Linked DNA regions of Sus scrofa: region 2 is linked to region 1. The links are chromatin contacts, called in public Hi-C maps. All regions are on one chromosome and are shown on one strand. Each heading gives the region's core, a stretch centred on a gene start, on an enhancer-like site or on the middle of the called end of the contact. The rest is flanking DNA. Distances are from core to core; before and after follow the strand shown.

Region 1 (4,235 bases), core at 809-3,308:
TTTTGAGCTACCACTCACTGGTGATTATCAGAAGTAGCAATTTCTTTTAGCATAACAGGGCTAGCATCTTTCCAAGGTGCTCTGCAAGAGCAAAATACTACCAATATCAGAAAAAGCTGGCATTTCTAGTGAGTTTACTTTCTGAAGACCCAACAGTATCTGGTATTTAGTGGAATGTCAACCCACAAGTTTATATTTCTTTACAGATGAGTGAAAGACACAAGGAAGCCAAAACCTAACTAGCTCATACACAGCGTTTTGATCACAACACACGTTACTGAAACACAAGACTGTGGCATTTCACACTTCATCTAACTTCTCATTTTCAGAAACCTGCCACTTAGCTATCTAAGATGGAGGTCCAGAGAAAGGACCACTTTGTGATGGAAAGCAGACTGAGAGCTCCTTGGTGTGTTTTCAAAAGTTAAACCTTCAAAAATTCTTTAGATGCTCAGGAGACTTTTAAAAATTTCCTCCCAAAGTGAAGTTTTACTAATAATGACACTAGTCATTAGTCAAACTCACTAGTCAAACTCAAGCCTTGAGCTAGACAAACACAACTCCTTATTTGGGACCAATAACCAAAATGCCAAGACAAGGAACCATACAAATATCCTGCTAAAGCCATAGGATAATGTGAAGATAAACAGTAGGGATAGAAAACTTTCACCAGGGTTAAGGGGAAAGGAGTTGTAGACATGGATATTTTGATAGCCCTCCCCAAAAATGCCCTCCAGCAGTCTACAGTGTTTAAGGAAAACCAAAGAGACAAACTGAATTGGCTAGCTCCTATGCACAACTGGGATCCAGGGTATCAGTGCTTTGAACCTGAACTTAAGCCCTGAAGATGAAACACTTATTTACAGGAAACTTCCCTTCTTAAAAAAACAACCTGGGAAATCACAGAATTCCCCTTCTTTAAAGTTTTGATTGATCAATGCTGAGAAGACTCAAAAGTCACTTTTCACTCCATCAAAATTAAAAAATTTCTAAAACCAAAGCCCAACTGTCCAGAATGCATTCCAATCCATCCTGAAGAAACTGGGCATCACTTGGTGTCTTGCCCCTTGCTGGCCTGCACAGGTGGTCTCTGGAATGGTGGTGATGGGCCTGAGGCTTTGGAAAAGAGCAGGCTCTCAGTTCACTGCTCACAGACTGAAATCGGTCCCCTACCCTCTGACACTTCACCTCTGAAGTGGCATGTCCCCTAAATTATGGACACTGTTCACACAGAAACACGTCTCACAAAAGTGAGGGCAAACTGTGCAACTATTAAGTACTCATATGGTGATTTTCTTGGTGGCCGTGATTCATCTTCTCTTTCTCCTGACTCGAGAGCTCCAGGAGCCCCCAGTCTTGGTAGAGCCCTCACCAGGGTGATAAATCTTTTCAGGCAGGTTAGATGTGAATGAAGCAGCGAGAACCACCCTCCCAACTCCCCGCAGCCTGGGGCTGGAGGAGCGGAGTCTGGGCAGCAGCTCCTCCACGCCTTGCCCTGATGCTAAAGGTACCACTAGTGTCCCCAGGCTTTCTGCTGAAGATGATTTACTATGGGCAACCAGTAAGCCCATAGCTGGAGGGCTCGCAAGAAGAAGCAGTGCAGCTCGGCCGAGATCCTCCCCGGGGGCTGCCCTCCAATCTTCACCCCGGTGGCCGGGTGACAGTGGCAAAGCCCAGATTCAAAGAGGGAAGCTCGCGCCTTCGGCACCAACCTTGGTAGGGGGCACAGGCTGCCGCCGTCCGGCCGGCGACCACCACCCTGGCCCAGCCCGGAACCCTCTAGGTACGAACGACTCCGAGTCCCCAGCCTTGACCGCCTCCTCCTGCCACCACCCCCCACCCCGCCCAGACGCGCGCCTCCGGCACCTGGGCCGCCGCCTCCGGGCGCAGCGGCCGCTGACGCCGCCCGCAGCCACGGTAGCACGTCCTTCCTGAGATCGAAGTCGGCGACAAGACGGAGAGCCATCGCCCGGACGCTGCCTCGGGGCGACTCTGGGGCCCCGCGCCTCGGACATTCCCGGCCCTCCGCGCGCCACCGCGTCCGCCCCTCCTTCCTCTCCCCCGCCCGCCGCTTTCGGTTCCGTCGCGTCGGGGCGGGAGAAGCCCCGGCACCGCCGCCTCCCGGCCCGGCCCGCGCCGCACACCCGAACCACGGGCTGCCCTCGCCGAGCTGGGAGGGAGGGAGACTGCGGCGCGGGGACCAGGGCCACCGAGGCCCGGAACCTTCGCTTGTACTCCCAGGGCGGAGGACCCAGAGGGCCCGAGGATTTGTTTTTTAAGAGACGTGGAGAAGTCGCTAGACCGATGGTTTCCAAGCTATGCTGCACGTTACATGTGGGCGCTAAGCGTTTTGGGACTTGCTTTGAGTTTTTTTTTTTTTTTTTTAATCCCCAGGTGATTCCACTGTGCAGCAAAGTGGCTAGACGGAGGTATTACTAGCTGATTCACCTGAGAAAGTTCAAGTTCACTGCCACCGGGGATTGAAGCAGGCGGCCGCTTGGCCCTATTCGACCCGATTTCAGGGTGAGGGTGTTTTATTAGTGGTATTTAGGTGGTAAGTAGCAGCGAGGAGTGTGTGAACAAGATTCTGAGAGACATACGGAGACGCTGGAAAGGGTCAACCAGCTCAACACAAACAGGGCCTCTGCCTGTTTACACGGTTCCCTACACTGGCTTCAAGGAGGCTGCATTAAAGATTCAGGGAGGGCAGGAGTTCCCGTCGTGGCTCAGTGGTTAACGAATCCGACTAGGAACCATGAGGTTGCGGGTTCAGTCCCTGGCCTTGCTCAGGGGTTAAGGATCCGGCGTTGCAGTGGGCTGTGGTGTAGGTCGGCGGCTACAGCTCCGATTAGACACCTAGCCTGGGAATCTCCAGGAAGAGGACCTGAAAATGACAAAAAAAAAAAAAAATTAAGGGAGGGCAGACCTGTGTTTGCCAAAGGAGTGTGCGGGAGAGAGGGAGACTGACCGGGAGTTTGGAGTTGGTGGATGCAGACTGTTATGATTAGAATGGATGGTTGATGGGGTCCTACTGTACACCCCAGGGAACTGTGTCTGGTCTCTTAAGCTACAACATGATGAAAAAAGAAAAAAAAAAAAAAAAAGAATGCGAATGTGTATGTATGGGTGGCTGGGTCACTTTGCCATACAACAGAAATTGAAGGAACATTGTAAATCACCCATAATTAAAAAAAACAAAAACTTTTAAGTTAAAAAGGCGGGGAGGGGGGAATTCCCTCTGTGCTTAGTCTTTTAAAAGTGCTCTACTTCCAGGTGGACCTGTCATTTTGGGCATCCTCTCATCCCTATCCCTAAAAATAAGCCCACTGTTTTCTTTATCTTGCCACTCAGGTTTCTTTTCATTCCCAAGTGCACACCATCAGAATTGCTTGCCCACCTCTGATGCAGATCTAGTCCATGGTGAACATCAAAACCAGGTTATTACTCTCCCTGAAATAAAGCTGTCTTCATGTCCCCATGTGGCAGACCTTGAGCAGCAGCTGACCACCACAGGATAAAGTCTCTATACTTTACCTGACCCTTCTGGCCTTTTTGCCTAGACCTTTAGCTGCAGGTTGGCCTGATTCCAAAACCCCTGTAACGCCACCTTCCTCCCTCTTAAAAAAAAAAAAAAAAAAAAATCGCCAAACTGTTCCCATCTGGATCCACAAAGCCTTCGCACTGCTTCAGCCCACAGCAACCTTCCCTAACCCGGAACTCCTAGAGAGGTGTTGCTAGTACACCTCATTTGACAGTCAAATACTGTACCAAGACAGGAATTGAATCTTGACCCTTTGCACACACCCCTGCACCAGCTAACAGAGCATCTACAAGGGGCGGGATTGTTATTGAAGAATGAGTCAATTCAGAAATAGACTAAGGAACACTTTGTCACAAGTTTCTCAAAGTTAGGGTCTGAAAACTACATGAATTGCAATCATGTGAGAAGCGGTTTTACAATGCAGACTCCTGGGCTCAGGTCTAGATCTGGGCTAGGCACAGAAGTGTGCTTTTTAGCCAGAGCCTCTGGTGATTTTTAGGCTCCATAAGGTTTGAAACACTTCTCCAAATAAAGGTAAAAGAAACTCTTGAATTTGCCCTAGGGATATGTTTCTCCAACTGAGGTGGTGGATGATTTCAGGCCATTTTCCACTACTTACCATCAGATATGTAGGAAAATCACCCCACCTGCAAAGTGTATGAAGCTTTAATAGAAATGCTTAATGGCACTGCTA
Region 2 (4,235 bases), core at 845-3,344, 51 kb before region 1:
CCCACCTTGGCTTCCGTTTGCCGTGGGTCTCGGCCACACGAGAGCACGCAGTGCATCAAGGCCATCTTCTCACAGTCCAGCCGGGCGTTCCACAGGAACTCCAACAAATAGGACTGGTTGAGGAGCGCCCTATAGAGCTTTCCAGAACACCGATCCAGAACCAGGGACCCTGATAGGGACTGTAAAGGGCGATGAGGTAGCAGATCAATCACTTCGTTGTTTCCTAGCCAAAAAAAAAAAAAAAAAAGTAGATCAGCAAAGAAAAAAAAAAAAAAACCCTCTCCTCCAAACACAAATATTAATGCTTAAAACAAACTCAAGTGGACCGTGTTCATGAGATAAAAACTATCACCATACCTGTCAGAAACAGACTGTGGCAGATCAGGTCTGGATGCTGAATGTTAAGTAGGTGAAAGAAATGACCGGGTAAGTAAACAGCCACATAATAATCTGTGGAAGAGAAAGAGTTCAGTCTTCTCCAGGCAGCAAGAGCTGTATAGGCACAGATAAAGCCAAGAACTGTACGGTAGCTCTTATTTTTCTCTGAGCATTTTAAAACACAAAAGGTTTGACCAATATAATAATAAGCTGTCTGTTTATTTCGTCTTACTCTCAAGCTCTCATTTATTTCTCTCTGAGGCTAATTTTTTTTTCAGATATTTGGCCATGGTTATCTTAATTTATATCTGAAGCTTCGTTTCTCAGGGAATTGCAGTTTTAAATCAACCTAAATGAGCTCAGAGAGAAAATTAGAGAAAAACAATCCAGCAACATAAATTATTCCTTAATATGACAAGCTAGAAAGAGCTTGTAAAACAGCTCCAAAAGTTAGTTCCCTGTGTTTAACTACCACTCACTGTCATCACGAGCATTATCATCACCAGCATCATTTTCTCTAAAGAACCTTTACACTAATATTCACCACAGAAAAATCTCTGCAAGCATTCTGACACTTGGTGAAGTACAAATGTGTTTGCTTGCATAGCTAGCTGCCTGGAATTCAAAGTTTCCCAGTCCCTGCAATATTTTTGTACAAAGAACAATTTGTATACAAATTGAGACAAGGTAAAATAAATAAATAAATAGGTTTCTGGCTAATGGGAGGGTAGAAATAGCTCATGCCAATAATTTCGCTAGGATCTTAGAAAAACGGAGAAATTCATATAATAATGGTAAATTTCATATAGATAAAACACGTAGATTATGTGAGCCAGCTAGACTCTTTTTTTTTTTAACCTGAGATCAAAGAAATAAATGCTAATCATTTGCATAGAAGGTATTCTGTGGAAGGGAAAGGAGAGGATGTAAAACCCTAACCAGCTGACTTTCAGTTACCATGGATTAAGTGATGTTAAACTACTTAACACAAGTGGGTGAAATAACGTTATCATCATGGCAACGCCTAAATAGAAAAACGCAAATAGAGGCGTAGTAGGGCAGAGTGGAAAGGCATCAAATGACCTAGTTTAACTCCTAGCCCTACCACTTAACCAGTTATTTAGATACTAAGTCTCTGGGAGAGGTGGCATTTGGAAATAGATGAGAGTGTTTTGAGTTGTCACAAGGAGTCCTACTGCCACTTGATGAATGGGCTCCAGGGATGCTGAATCCCTCAGTGTGCAGGACACTCTCACCAGAAACATCAATAGTACCTGCAATAAATAGGCTGAATGACGGCTCCCACGGATGTTTGTGTGGTAATCCCCAGAGCCTGAGAATATGTCACTTTAAGGGATGAAAGGGACCTTGCAGATGTGATTAAGGATCGTGAGATGGAGAGGGTCCCCTGAATTATCCAAGTGGATCCAATGTGATCAAAAATGGTTCTATAAGAGGGAGGAAGCAGAGATTTGACTACAGAAGAGAAGACCCCATGATGACGAAAGAGATTGGAGCGATGTGGTCTCAAGCCAAGAAAGAAGACTCTAGATCCTGGAGGAGGCGAAGAATGAATTCTTCCCTGGAATCTCCAGAAGGAACCATTTCTTCCCCTACCGACCCCTCAAGATTCACTCATTTCAGAATTCTAACCTCTGAAACTGAAAGACAGTATGTTGTTTACTTCAAAGCTAACTTTGTGGTGATTTCCTATCGCAGCAATAAGAAACTAACATAGGAGACACTAGCAGAAGCCTGGGCACACGTCACAGACATTCTGAGCCTCAGTTTCATTTTCAGTAAAATGGAGAAAACACCACCAAGAAAAATTGTCATAAGAATCAACATAACATAAAAAAAACCACTTAGCAATATAGTATTCATTTTTAAAATGGTAGTTTTTTGATGCACAAACATATTTCCTATTTTATCTCATTTCTTTTGTATTTTACTGAAGTATAGTTGATTTACAATGTTGTGTTAATTTCTGCTGTTCAGCAAAGTGATTCAGATATACACAGATAGATATACAGATATATATATTCTTTTTCATATTCTCTTCCATTATGGTTTATCACAGGATATTAGATAAACCATAAACCCTGTGCTATACAGTAGGACCTTGTTTATCCATTCTATACGTAATAGTTTGCATCTGTTAACCCCAAACTCCCAGTGCATCCCTCTCCTACTCCCCCGCCCCCCCGCTTGGCAATCACAAGTCTGTTCTCTGTGTCTGTGAGTCTGTGTCTGTTCATGAATAAGTTAATTTGTGTCATATTTAAGAGCAACATCATATGGTATTTGTCTTTCTCTTTCTAACTTCACTTAGTCTGATAATCTCTAGGTCCATCCATGTGACTGCAAACGGCATCATTTCATTTTTTTTAAATGTATAAACATATCTTTCTTGTATAGAGGTGTTGGGGCTCATGGAAAACTTTTCCCAAAACGCTATTCCTTAATATTCCATCAATATAAGCCCCTGTTAACAGCATGACAATTCAAGAAAGTTGTACACATTAGATAGCAAAAACGACATCACTCAAAAAGCAATACTGTTGTTAATAAAAAATTCCCTCTAGAACAGTTTTAATCTTGGGTACAATTTTGTGCCTATATAATAAAATCGTTTTAAGAAGGAAAGACGACTTATGTAAGATAGCCAATTTTTACAAACCTCTAATTTTTCTGCCTCTCCACATTTTGAGGACAATAGACTTAGATCATGGCTTCCCTTTTCAAGAGTCATTCCCAGGGGTTAAAAAAAAAAAGGGAAGGATACCTTTGACCTCACCAAATGCTAAGGTTTTTTTAGTGGAAAGTTTCCCACATCACCCTCGATAGGGGATGCTGATATAGCACTCTTGATAAGAATCAAGTCCCAGATCCAGGAAACCTTCTATTTATCTCTCTTACCACAGGAAGCAGTAGAATCAGGCCTCTCTAAAGCGATTTCCCACAGGTTCAGAGCGCATGTTAAAAACTGCTACACACTGGCCCACTTAGCGTAAGTTCTCTCTCCACATAAATTGTATCATTCCAAATGAAAGTCTTTCTTTGTAACAATGGGAATGGACATAGAGAATATTATGCTTTAGTAAAAGAACTCAGACAGAGAAAGACAAATAGTCTAGGTTATCACTTACATGTGGAATCTAAAAAAAGAAAACAAGTATATATAACGAAACAGAGGCTGACTCAGACAGAGAACAAACAAGTGGTTACCAGTGGGAAGAGGGAAGGAGGGACAAGACAGGTAGGAGATGAAGAGATACAAACTATTATGAATAAAATAAGATACAAGGATATACTGTACAGCACAGAGAATTATAGCCATTATTTTATAATAACCTTAAATGTAGTATAATCTATAAAAACACTGAATTACTATGTTGTACACCTGAAATCAAGATACTACTGTAAATCAACTATACCTCAACTTTAAAAAAAGACCAAAAATGAGTTCCCTTGTGGTGCAGTAGGTTAAGGATCCAGCATTGTCTGGTTAAGGTTAAGGATTGGATTCGATCCTTGGCCCAGGAACTTCCACATGCCATGGACCCAAAAAAAACAAAAATAAAAACAAAACAAACAAACAAAAAAGCTTCTTATGGACTTTCTTATCATTTTGGTTCTCACTTTGCATAGTTCCTTCACACCTTCCTAAATGTCATGACAGTAGACAGACTGGGGACTAGGGGTATAAGAAAATATCAAAGAATCCATGCGCTCTAAACCTGAAGCTTTTCTTTTTCTTTTTTCTTTATTGTTGAGTCTAGTTGATTCACAATGTTTCATCAAGTTCTGTTATACAGCAAAGTGACCCAATCACACACATTTCCCTGTGCTGTCCA

The links. Hi-C and Micro-C count contacts between places; a contact is called where the count stands out from the background.
Region 2: a Hi-C map of blood shows a contact between it and region 1, with 8 times the contacts expected there. The contact joins the enhancer-like site here to the promoter of GSAP in region 1. A contact is called at or near these places in 1 of 5 promoter capture datasets (liver), 11 of 47 Hi-C or Micro-C datasets (alveolar macrophages, blood, fetal heart ventricle and 4 more) and 1 of 2 datasets of contacts at active chromatin or transcription factors (alveolar macrophages).

Annotation. Positions count from the first base shown.
Region 1 is chr9:102,692,669-102,696,903 of Sscrofa11.1, reverse strand. It overlaps GSAP (gamma-secretase-activating protein), which reads right to left and starts at 2,058. Exons shown (of 32, transcript XM_021102559.1): 1 at 1,867-2,058. The coding sequence starts at 1,966. LOC110262246 (a long non-coding RNA gene) reads left to right here and starts at 1,494. Exons shown (of 2, transcript XR_002347079.1): 1 at 1,494-1,783; 2 at 2,395-4,235.
Region 2 is chr9:102,743,345-102,747,579 of Sscrofa11.1, reverse strand. GSAP (gamma-secretase-activating protein) reads right to left here. Exons shown (of 32, transcript XM_021102559.1): 16 at 358-450; 17 at 6-223. Among named protein-coding and RNA genes, the nearest start is that of GSAP, 51 kb to the right of the region's middle. Within about 2 kb of position 2,094, at least 8 of the 83 cell types and tissues checked have an H3K27ac peak or open chromatin away from gene starts, as enhancers often do.